Linked DNA regions of Macaca mulatta: all the other regions are linked to region 1. Evidence: chromatin contacts called from public Hi-C data. All regions are on one chromosome and are shown on one strand. Each heading gives the region's core, a stretch centred on a gene start, on an enhancer-like site or on the middle of the called end of the contact. The rest is flanking DNA. Distances are from core to core; before and after follow the strand shown. Region 1 holds the start of ALG3 (ALG3 alpha-1,3- mannosyltransferase). Region 2 holds the start of DVL3 (dishevelled segment polarity protein 3). Region 3 holds the start of EIF2B5 (eukaryotic translation initiation factor 2B subunit epsilon).

Region 1 (3,506 bases), core at 624-3,123:
TCCGCCTCCCAGGTTCAAGCGATTCTCCTGTCTCAGCCTCCCGAGTAGCTGGGATTACAGGCATGTGCCACCACCCCCGGCTAATTTTTATATTTTTAGTAGAGATGGAGTTTCACCATGTTGGCCAGGCTGGTCTCAAACTCCTGACCTCAGGAGATCACTCACCTAGGCCTACCAAAATGCTGGGATTACAGGCCTGCGCTCCCGCACCCGGCCTAACTGGATATTTTTAATAGAGGATCCTCTGCCCAGAGCACTCCTTCCCCTCACCTTTTCCTTCTTTCCTTAACTAGCTAGTTCCTACCTTCCTTCAAGGGTGGCTCTATGAAGCCTTTGCTGACTCCTCCAATCTGGTTTAAGTGACTTCCTATGCCCTTTATGGCATTCTGTCTTACTACCATGATGAATACGATGCATTATCATTGCCTGCTAACTTATTGTCCAGACCGGAGTTAGAAATGCATCTCTTATTCACCACTGTACCTCTCTCTGGTAATATAGTAAGCACTAAATAAATATTTAGTGCATATAATAAGCACTAAATAAATATTTGTTGAATTAAGAGTCTTTAGCAAGAAAGTCAAGTGCCTTAAGCCTAGAGTATAGTTTCAGCCTGGAAAAGAGTAGCCAATAGTGCCTAATGGACTCAAGTGGTCACAAAATGCCATCATTGAGAAGGGACGTTCAAAGATCACAGAACTGAATACATGGAAAAAGCTGAGATTCAGGAGGAGACCTGAGGTGTCCAAAGCCACAGAGAAAAGCAGCAACAGCAGCAATACAACAATTTTGGCTCAAATCTGACTTCTAAGCTAGTTCGCAGGCTGTAAGTTCAGTGCAGAAGGCCAATCTCTAGGGTATCCACCTCTGCCATGCGGGCAGATTAAGATCCGGTTTCTGTAGAGCAGGCTTGGAGCTCAGGTAAGGGATATGTATGGGTTTGCAATTGATGAGTGAGTGGATACAGAGTCTGGTTTTGAGTTCCAGGTCTGAGATCCAGTTTGGGTCGCGGGTTCAGGTCTCCCTCCCTCCCCTCCCCTCCCCTCCCCCTCGGCGCACTCACATGCCACCCTGTGAATGACCCAGAAGGTGATGCCCACCTCCGCCAGGCAGAGGCAGGCGGCCACCAGCAGCGTGTAGCGCGGCTCCCGCAGCAGCAGGCGCCGCTCTTGCCAGGCGCGCTGCAGCCATTGCTTGCAGAGTCCCGCTGCCTGGGCCGCGGAACCGGACCGTCCGCGTTTCCGCAGCCCAGCGGCCATCTTAACGGTGCACCGCTTGTGTGGGCCCACCACCCGCGGAAACCCGAACCTTCGACACTTAGGTTCCGCTTCCCGCGCCTGGCGTCCCACCAGGCTAAGCGCCGATCCGGGTAGCCAGTCTTCATTTACTCCACTAAAATGTAATTTTTCCTCTACATTTGTCTCCTCTGATGCACTCCACGCTCCATAGGAGCAGGAACAATGTCTTACTCCTCAGTTTATACCCAGCCCTAGGTACACAGGCGCTAATTTAGAACGAATGTCCAGAAAAGCAACATTCCTGCCTACCTCCGCTACAGTCCCTGAAGCCAACATTCTACTTCGCTTACGCTGGGAACATCTGTGTTCATGCTGTCTCTCCAGGAGGGCAAAGCCCCTGTTCGCGCCCCTCCTGCCTCTGCTTAGAGCCTTCCGGATGCTGAGAAAAATGAACCTTTCACTGATTTTCAGACTTCCTAATAAAAGTAATTCACATTGAAAATATGAGAGGACGCAGTGATGAGCCCACGTGAGTCTGACACCATGAATGCAGCTCTAGGAAATGAGTTGGCAATACAGCCGGAGGATTCAGGGTCTGGACGATGGTTTTCCCAGCCGGAGGATTGTTCAAAGAGCGCTTAGTAAAGGACGGAAGTTCCACGTGTTTGTGTTGAGCAACTGCAGGTGGTGGGCGGAGACACCAGGGCCCAGCCTTCTGCATCCTGCCGTCCGTATTGGCTGAAGGGCCGGCGGCTCTGGCAGTCCCCGCGGTTGAGAGCATGGCTTCTCCAGGGGCCGGTAGAGCGCCGCCGGAGTTACCGGAGCGGAACTGCGGGTACCGCGAAGTCCAGTACTGGGATCAGCGCTACCAAGGCGCAGCCGATTCTGCCCCCTACGATTGGTTCGGGGACTTCTCCTCCTTCCGTGCCCTCCTAGAGCCGGAGCTGCGGCCCGAGGACCGTATCCTTGTGTTAGGTGGGTAATCCCGGCGCGGCCCCGCCAGGTAGAGCTGGCAGGACCGGCGCCGCGCGGGCTTGGCCCGGTCCGCTTTCCTCCCGCCTGTCTACCCTCTTGGAGGACGCCTGAGTTGGGACGCGAGATCCAGCTCCTTCAGAGTCCCGGCTGTATTTAGTCAAGGCAAATAGAGTAAGAGATTGTCGGTCCCGGGGCCCTCGGGAGAAAGACACCCCCTCAGGGTTTGAACGTGGGGGGTACCCAAGAAGACCGTGTCCGGACCCTCGGGAGGCAGGCAGCCTTGGGGACCGAATTGCTCAGAGGACCTAGTTCAAGTCCTATCGCTAATTGACTTCTGTAACTTAGGACAAGTCATGAACCGGTTCTGAGCTTTAGATTCAGTTCTAGAAATGGGACTGCGAGTTCACATCGGAGGCGGCACGCGCAGGCACCTCGAGAATAATGCCCAGTGCTTTTCTTTTTACTCCTGGGCACTGGGAGCCAGAGTCATCTAGAGAGAGTCCTATCTGAAACTTGGTCCTATGCCTTAGAGAGTGAGAACAGCACCCTCTAAGGGTGGAGGGGAGATTGCCGCCCAGGGTGATGCGATTCCCCAAAGGGAAGACGTGCTGGAGGAAAGGTAGGGCTCTGGGGTGTTCGGCTGTCCTCTTGAGGTTCTCTCCTACTGTCAACCTTGGAGGCGCTAGTAAAGTTTGAATGAGCAACAGGTTTTCTTCCAATTGTCGTTTTTACTTTGCTCTTTGTAAAAGCCTTTTTGTATGTTTAAGTGACGTCTTTAATAAATAAAAGATATATGTAATATAGTACATATGTAAGGTATAAATAACAAATCTAATGTGTGTGTCTATTCCACTCAGTTTGAGAAATAGAACATTACTAGGGATAGAAAAAAAGTATAATTTAGTGGTTAAGAACTAGACTGGGCGCGGTGGCTCACGCCAGTAATCCCAACACTTTGGGAGGCCAAGGCGGGCGGATCACCTGAGGTCGGGAGTTCGAGATCAGTCTGACCAACATAGAGAAATGCCATCTCTACTAAAAATACAACAGATTAGTCGGGTGTGGTGGCACATGCCTGTAATCCCAGCTACTTGGGAGGCTAAGGCAGGAGAATCACTTGAACCCGGGAGGTGGAGGTTGTGGTGAACCAAGATCGTGCCATTGCACTCCAGCCTGGGCAAGAAGAGCAAAACTCCATCTCAAAAACAAAACAAAATAAAACAAAAAGAACCTGGACTGTGGGCTGGGCTCACGGTTCACGCTCGTAATCCCAGCACTTTGGGAGGCCAAGGT
Region 2 (3,254 bases), core at 39-2,538, 92 kb before region 1:
TATCACTTTGTTTTACCTTCTTCATAGCAGTTGTCATTCTGAAGCTATGTATTTACAAGCCTATGTGTGTCCCTCCAGCAGACAGAAGGTCCTGAGAGCAGCCTTGTCTGTCTTGCTACCGCTATATCTCATGCAATATGCCTTACACATAGTAGGCCCTCAGTATTTATTAAATGAATTAAAAGTTACGGGGTGAGGAGATCTGTGAGGAACCGGCTATACCTAGTTCTGGTTTGAGACTTACTGTTTTAGGCGTGCATGCATCCACTTATTATTTTTTGTGTCGGGTGGGGGTGGGGGTGGGGGATGGAGTTTCACCCTTGTTGCCCAGGCTGGAGTGCAATGGCACGATCTTGGCTCACCGCAACCTCCGCAACCTCCGCCGCCCGAGTTCAAGCGATTCTCCTGCCTCAGCCTCCCGAGTAGCTGGGATTACAGGCATGCGCCACCACGCCCGGCTAATTTTTTTGTATTTTTAGTAGAGACGGGGTTTCTCCATGTAGGTCAGGCTGGTCCTAACCCTCGATCTCAGGCGATCCGCCCGCTTTGGCCTCCAAAGTGCTGGGATTACCAGCATGAGCCACCGCGCCCGGGGCCCACTTAGTCTTCATTCAATCCACTTACTAAACCACTACCTTGCAACTGGACGCTAAGATTATAGGGAGGAATCAGAACTGGATGCTGTCCAGCTCTCGAGATCAGTGTAGTAGACTCATTGACAGCAGTTGTGCTTCTCAAGAAACCCTGACTGGCCATGTTAAGGTCACTCTCCTCCAGGGATCCAGAGTCAGACCCACTCTCTTTCCCCAGGCCATTTCTGGGGACCAAAGCAATCCCTGCCTTCCACTCCTCCCGGACTGCAGAGCAGTCACCGATCCCACTTGGGTCCGGAGTCAGGGCCTTCAGGGGTCCTGGAACGCCGCCATCCCTGTGAATCTCCCCTTCCGTTTCTAGGGACCCGGGACCGGAGCGCCGCGGCCCAGCCAGTGGGCGGGACGTCAGTGGGGCCGGGTGGAAGCTCAGCCATCTGCCGCGAGGCCGGCGTCTCTCCGCTCTCCGCGGCGGCCGGGGGTGGGGCGCGCCGGGGCGGGGCCGCGCCGGGCCGGAGGAGGGGAGCGGGGGACGCAGCCCTGGGCCGGGAGGGCCGCGGCCACCGGAAGAGTCGCGGTCTCCAGTCCAGTCAGGAGAGTGAGGAGCGGAAGCGGCGGCCGCGGCGGCGGCGGGCGGCGCTGGGACCCGGGAGCGGCCGGAGAACAAGGGAGCTGACGCCGCGGGCAGCCGCCGAGCTGGGTTGAGCCGCTGGGCCGCGCCGCGCGCCGCCGCCGTCTGGGAGGCTCGGCCCGGCCGCCCGAGCAGGCCGCGCGCGGGCCGTCGGGCCCGAGGCCGGAGCCATGGGCGAGACCAAGATCATCTACCACTTGGACGGGCAGGAGACGCCGTACCTTGTGAAGCTACCCCTGCCCGCCGAGCGCGTCACGTTGGCTGACTTTAAGGGCGTTTTGCAGCGACCCAGCTATAAGTTCTTCTTCAAGTCTATGGACGACGATTTCGGGTGAGGATGGCCCCCGCCCCGCCTCCGGGGGCCCCGGCCGCTCCGGCTTCTAAGGGACGACGCGGTCCGTTTCGACTTCCCTCGCCACACCAGCTCCTAGCCCCGCTCTGACTTCTAGGGGCGACTCGGCCCATTTGGGCCCCTTTGGTTCCAGCCCCTCTGGCAACTCCCGTTCACCTCTGAAGGGGGGATCTTGGCCTCCCTTGTTTAAGGGGACGTCCAACTCCCCACGAGCAGAGTTCCTGCCGGTGCGGTCGCCTTACCTCGTCAGAGACCAGTGGCCCACAGAGACAGACACACACCCCCTCCACCTAGTTTCAGAGCCCGAGTCCCCCATCCTCCTCCTGCCGAGGAGCCAGAGCCACCTTTTTCCGCACAGACTTGCGTTGTGTGACCCTCGTTCTTCGCCCCCTTCATCTTTTCAGCAGCACAGCTCCCAGCCATATTTGGAGTATGCTGCATCTGAGGGCTCTGCTGGGACTTTGAGCTGGGGGAGGGGTGTCGGGGGTGCTCGGGCGCCTGGCGGTGAGCGGGGTCTGCAGATCTGATGTTTATCTAGCTGCCTCCCCTCTCCTTTGTGGGCCGTTGGGGGTGTTGTCACCGGAACAGAGAGCCTGACCCCTCAGTAGGCGTCCTCACTGACCCAGGTGCTGATCTTTCCTCCAATTTGGGTCTTTTTCCTCCATATGGTGGCCAGTGGGGAGACGTTGGGAAGGGCCTGGGGCCTGGGTGGGAGGGCCAGAAAGAGTTTCTTGGTGTTCTCCATCTTCCCCTCGCTGGTGGGGTCTTCCCTTCCACCCAGCTGCAGAGATCCGGACAGGCAGAGTTTGGAAGCACTTCCCCTTTAAGAGGGGATGGAATGTTGGAGCCGGAAGGTTCTGAAGCAGCTGGCCTGGGAAGGGGGGGCCTGGCTGATCCCCTCGAACCCCCCCCAACTCCCAGGAGACTGGGGGAGGGGGAGGCGCCCCACACTTGCCTGCCGTCTCATTAACTGGGCGCTGGGCCTGGAGGCGGTGGGGAAGGCCCCTCCAGGCCTGAAGGCTGCCTCTCCAGCCCTAGCCTGAGGCCTGCACTGCTTTTTGGAGCTGAGGCCCTACAGCCAAGAGGAGTCTTTCTCCTCCCCAGTGTTCAGTTGTCGGGCTTCTCTCCCAAGCCCCTGGCCCACCTAGCACTAGGAAGCAAGCACCTTCTGTCTAATGCCTGGCATGTTTTGCTGTCACCTGAAACTCAGGGTTGGATGAGCCCGTGAAATCATGTGTGTGAGAGTGCTTTGTACAGTGGGCAGTGCTATGTAGATTCTAACTATTCTTGTTTCTGTTGTTGTTCCTGCCCTGGGGTGGGGTGCTCCTGCTGTGATAATGATTGTCTGCCTTCAGCCCAGAGACAGACACCTCTGATTGGAAGATTCTGAGGAGGGATGGATCTGGAAGGGGTCTGTGTGAGCGGGTGGATGCTTTGGCCTGGCAAGAGAAGAACAGGATTAGAAGGGATCAAGCTACTGCCCCCACACAAGGAAAAGGGGAAGATCAACCAGAGTCCAGTGCCCTGGGGCCACCTCAGATCCAGATGCCTTGAGGGACTAGAATAGGCTGTCTCTCCACCCCCCACTTATCTCTAGACCCACTGGGCCTGGCCCCTGCCTCCTAAGCCTGGACAACTCTGGGCTGCTCTCCCAATCCCAAGGCTGCTGTTGAGCCAGGCC
Region 3 (3,104 bases), core at 501-3,000, 110 kb before region 1:
TACGTAGTGTGTGTGAGACAGATTATGTATATGTGGTTTCCAATATATTTCAAGTAAGTTTAAAAAAAAAAAAAGTTTGAGAGAGTCTTCCTGAAACTCATCTATTAAAATCATATCCATATAGCTACCAGTCTACAGAATTTTAAGACCTGGATTTACCATAAGCACAAATGCTTTTCGGCAGCGGATTCACCACTTCCCAACTTCCCAAGGTTGCGGGAATCATTTAAAATAAATGCTGCAATCGGACCTACTTTCCATACCCTGCCCCCCAAGAGTGTGTGTGTGTGTCCTATTTAATTCCTCCCCCCGCCCCCCATTTCTACCTCTGGATTTGTAAGGCAGTTGAACATTCCTTTTCTACAACGTGCATTCATTTAATTGAAAACTTTTACTTAATTGCCTTCAGCCTTTCCTTTTCCAGGATAAATCAAACGGTTTTCGTTCAGCACCCTAACCAGGGAAGAAATGACAGACTCCTCGGTTCCACGAGGCGAGCGCCGGGACACGACGGGTCAAGTCGGAATCGCCACGTGGAAACAACGCTCAGCATCGCAAACTTCAAATCCCGACGTGCAACGCGGGGCGGGATGGGAAGTTTGCAGGAACTGCAGAAGCCTGTGGCGTGGAACCTGGACAGGTCCCGTGCAAAAAGGGCGCGATGCTTTACAGAAAAGCTTCTTGCCTCCCAAATGACGCCCAGGCTTCCTGCCTTGTTCCACCTCTTTCCCACGGCCCCGCCCCTCTGCAGGGTTGGTTTATTCCCCGCAGCCCCCGCATCTTTCCCCAAAGAGAGAAAGGTGCTGCTGCGCCTTTTCAAGCCTTGGACCTTTACGCCCGCACTTTCCTCTGCCCAGAAAGCTTACTGCTTAATGCCAGTACAACTTACTGGTGTGCCTGGATCCACCCCTGTCTCCACTCTGCTTAAGACAGAGGAGGATGATAGGCTGGAAGAATGAATAGATGACATTAAATCGTCATTGTTATCCCCACATAACTTGGCAGCAAGATTGTGGAACTCTGCAGTCTGACAGATCGGGTTCCAATACCAGTTCTTCCACTTACTAGATGGGTAAACTTCCTTCATCCTTCTGAGAGTTCAAGAAATGTTTGCTGAACGAATGAATAAGATGTTTTGCAGAGATATGTGACGAATTAAATGAGATAATGCTTGTATCGTGCCTAGCCCAAAATCAGCGCTCAATGGAATTACTAGTCTCCCTACTATATGCCACCTTCTCTATGCAGGTTCTGAGTTCCTCGCAGCGGGGGGACATCTGGCTCGGTTCCATCTCCCCAAGGCGCTGGGTTCCCAGAAGTTTCTAGAATGAATACGGAGGGCTACATATTTCACATGCGCGGGGCGGGGAAACTGCTGGACGATTACAGGTTCCGGATGGAGCTGGCCCCTTCGTGGCGACCACAAATCCTATCACGCTGCAAGAATCTCGACTTGTTCACAGACAAATGAAGGCCGACGATACTTGCAGACCGAGTCTGACGTCTATGGGACCCCACCCCTACCCTGCGCCTCCAGGGGCCGGGACAACCGCGACCGGTCCCCACTCCTCGCGCCTCCGGGATCAACCTAGAACTCTGTGGGCGCCCGCAGAAGACGCATGCGCACTGCTCCCTCCTCGTCTCCTCCTTCCCTTCGTTAATTAGTTCATCGCATTTCAAGTGCTGGATCCTTTTTGTCCCTTATTGCGTGCGGTGTCAGCTTCCTTGCGGAAGTGGTGGCCGTGAGAGAAGAAGATGGCGGCCCCTGTAGTGGCGCCGCCTGGTGTGGTGGTTAGTCGGGCCAACAAGCGCAGCGGCGCGGGGCCGGGAGGCAGCGGTGGCGGGGGAGCCAGAGGGGCGGAGGAGGAACCGCCGCCGCCCCTACAAGCAGTTCTGGTGGCCGATAGCTTCGATCGCCGCTTCTTCCCCATCTCCAAGGACCAGCCTCGGGTGAGCGCAGCGCACGCGAGCAGCCAGAGGGCAGGAAGTGTGGCAGGGCTGGAGCAAGTTCTCCTTTCGGCTAACTACTACGGCAAGCCTTTGAAGGACTTGTGTCCATACTGTTATCCTAAAACCGAGTTTACGTGGTTAGGAAGGAGGCAGAGGTACTGTCTTAAACCCTGATGACTGCTGACCAAGTTAGTGGCCGGCAGATTTGGGCATTGGTAATGCTGTACACCTCGGGTTTGAAAGGAATGAAGAGAGCTAAATGTAGAAACAGCGCTTGAGAAAGTCTTCACGCGGGGATTCAGTGCCCCTGGAAGAGGCTGCGCCGCTTTTAACCTTGCAGATGACGGATGCTTAGGTGAAAAGAAACGACCTTTTGCCTCTGAAAGGGCGGTAATATGCCTTAAAAAGAACAGGCTAGATCTCGGTCAGTGTACTTTTTTTTTCCCCCTCCAGGTTCTAATGATACCCGGTGCTATCTGTCGAAAGGACAAAATGGGTTTAGTGGTTGATTGCCATCAGCCCCCGAGTTGTCTAGACAATGGAGTATTGAACTCAGCTGGGTCGTTCAGCAGCCCTCAGTTCAGAGAGAGGGAACTGCATGGGATTTAAGAAAATCCTCTCTAATTCTTTCGAAAAAGCCTAATGGCTGTTCATTTTTGAAAAGTGACGGGAGATGGCTAACCTCTGACACTTAGAAAGGGATCAAGGAAGGAAATCTTATGGGGAAGAAGGCCTTAGCAATGCTTAAATTTATGGAAATATGATTGATTTCCAGTATTATCCTTTGCCAGCGGTGAACTGCCATTCTGTCACAGCTCTGTGTCTGATACAAGGCACACAGATTCTGTACTTACCATCCCCAAATTGCAACGTTTCAGACTCAGGCTTAGAGCATGACGTGAACATCAAAGGCAGGAACCTGTGTACCTTTGAATTGGAAAGATACAGCAAAATTACACCATTTGGAAATATTAATAGAGGAGTGAAAATTGTTGCAGTGGGGTATCCAAAGGGATTCGAGACCTCAATTTTTTTTCATCTTCTATCCTTCAGGTCCTCTTGCCCCTGGCCAATGTGGCATTAATTGACTATACTCTGGAATTCCTGACTGCCACAGGTGTACAGGAAACATTTGTCTTTTGTTGCTGGAAAGC

The links. Hi-C and Micro-C count contacts between places; a contact is called where the count stands out from the background.
Region 2: a Hi-C map of cortical neurons shows a contact between it and region 1, with 2.9 times the contacts expected there. The contact joins the promoter of DVL3 here to the promoter of ALG3 in region 1. A contact is called at or near these places in 3 of 14 Hi-C or Micro-C datasets (CD4 T cells, cortical neurons and liver).
Region 3: a Hi-C map of cortical neurons shows a contact between it and region 1, with 6 times the contacts expected there. The contact joins the promoter of EIF2B5 here to the promoter of ALG3 in region 1. A contact is called at or near these places in 4 of 14 Hi-C or Micro-C datasets (CD4 T cells, cortical neurons, fetal cortex germinal zone and 1 more).

Annotation. Positions count from the first base shown.
Region 1 is chr2:96,381,508-96,385,013 of T2T-MMU8v2.0, forward strand. ALG3 (ALG3 alpha-1,3- mannosyltransferase) reads right to left here and starts at 1,874. Exons shown (of 9, transcript XM_077991882.1): 1 at 1,548-1,874. It overlaps EEF1AKMT4 (EEF1A lysine methyltransferase 4), which reads left to right and starts at 1,889. Exons shown (of 3, transcript XM_015131481.3): 1 at 1,889-2,213. The coding sequence starts at 2,018.
Region 2 is chr2:96,290,508-96,293,761 of T2T-MMU8v2.0, forward strand. DVL3 (dishevelled segment polarity protein 3) reads left to right here and starts at 1,289. Exons shown (of 16, transcript XM_015131485.3): 1 at 1,289-1,552. The coding sequence starts at 1,392. It overlaps LOC144339064 (a long non-coding RNA gene), which reads right to left and starts at 1,066. Exons shown (of 3, transcript XR_013413719.1): 1 at 245-1,066.
Region 3 is chr2:96,268,691-96,271,794 of T2T-MMU8v2.0, forward strand. EIF2B5 (eukaryotic translation initiation factor 2B subunit epsilon) reads left to right here and starts at 1,751. Exons shown (of 16, transcript NM_001266121.1): 1 at 1,751-1,950; 2 at 3,004-3,104. The coding sequence starts at 1,756. It overlaps LOC144339076 (a long non-coding RNA gene), which reads right to left and starts at 1,628. Exons shown (of 4, transcript XR_013413733.1): 1 at 1,557-1,628; 2 at 1,066-1,091; 3 at 890-947; 4 at 1-632.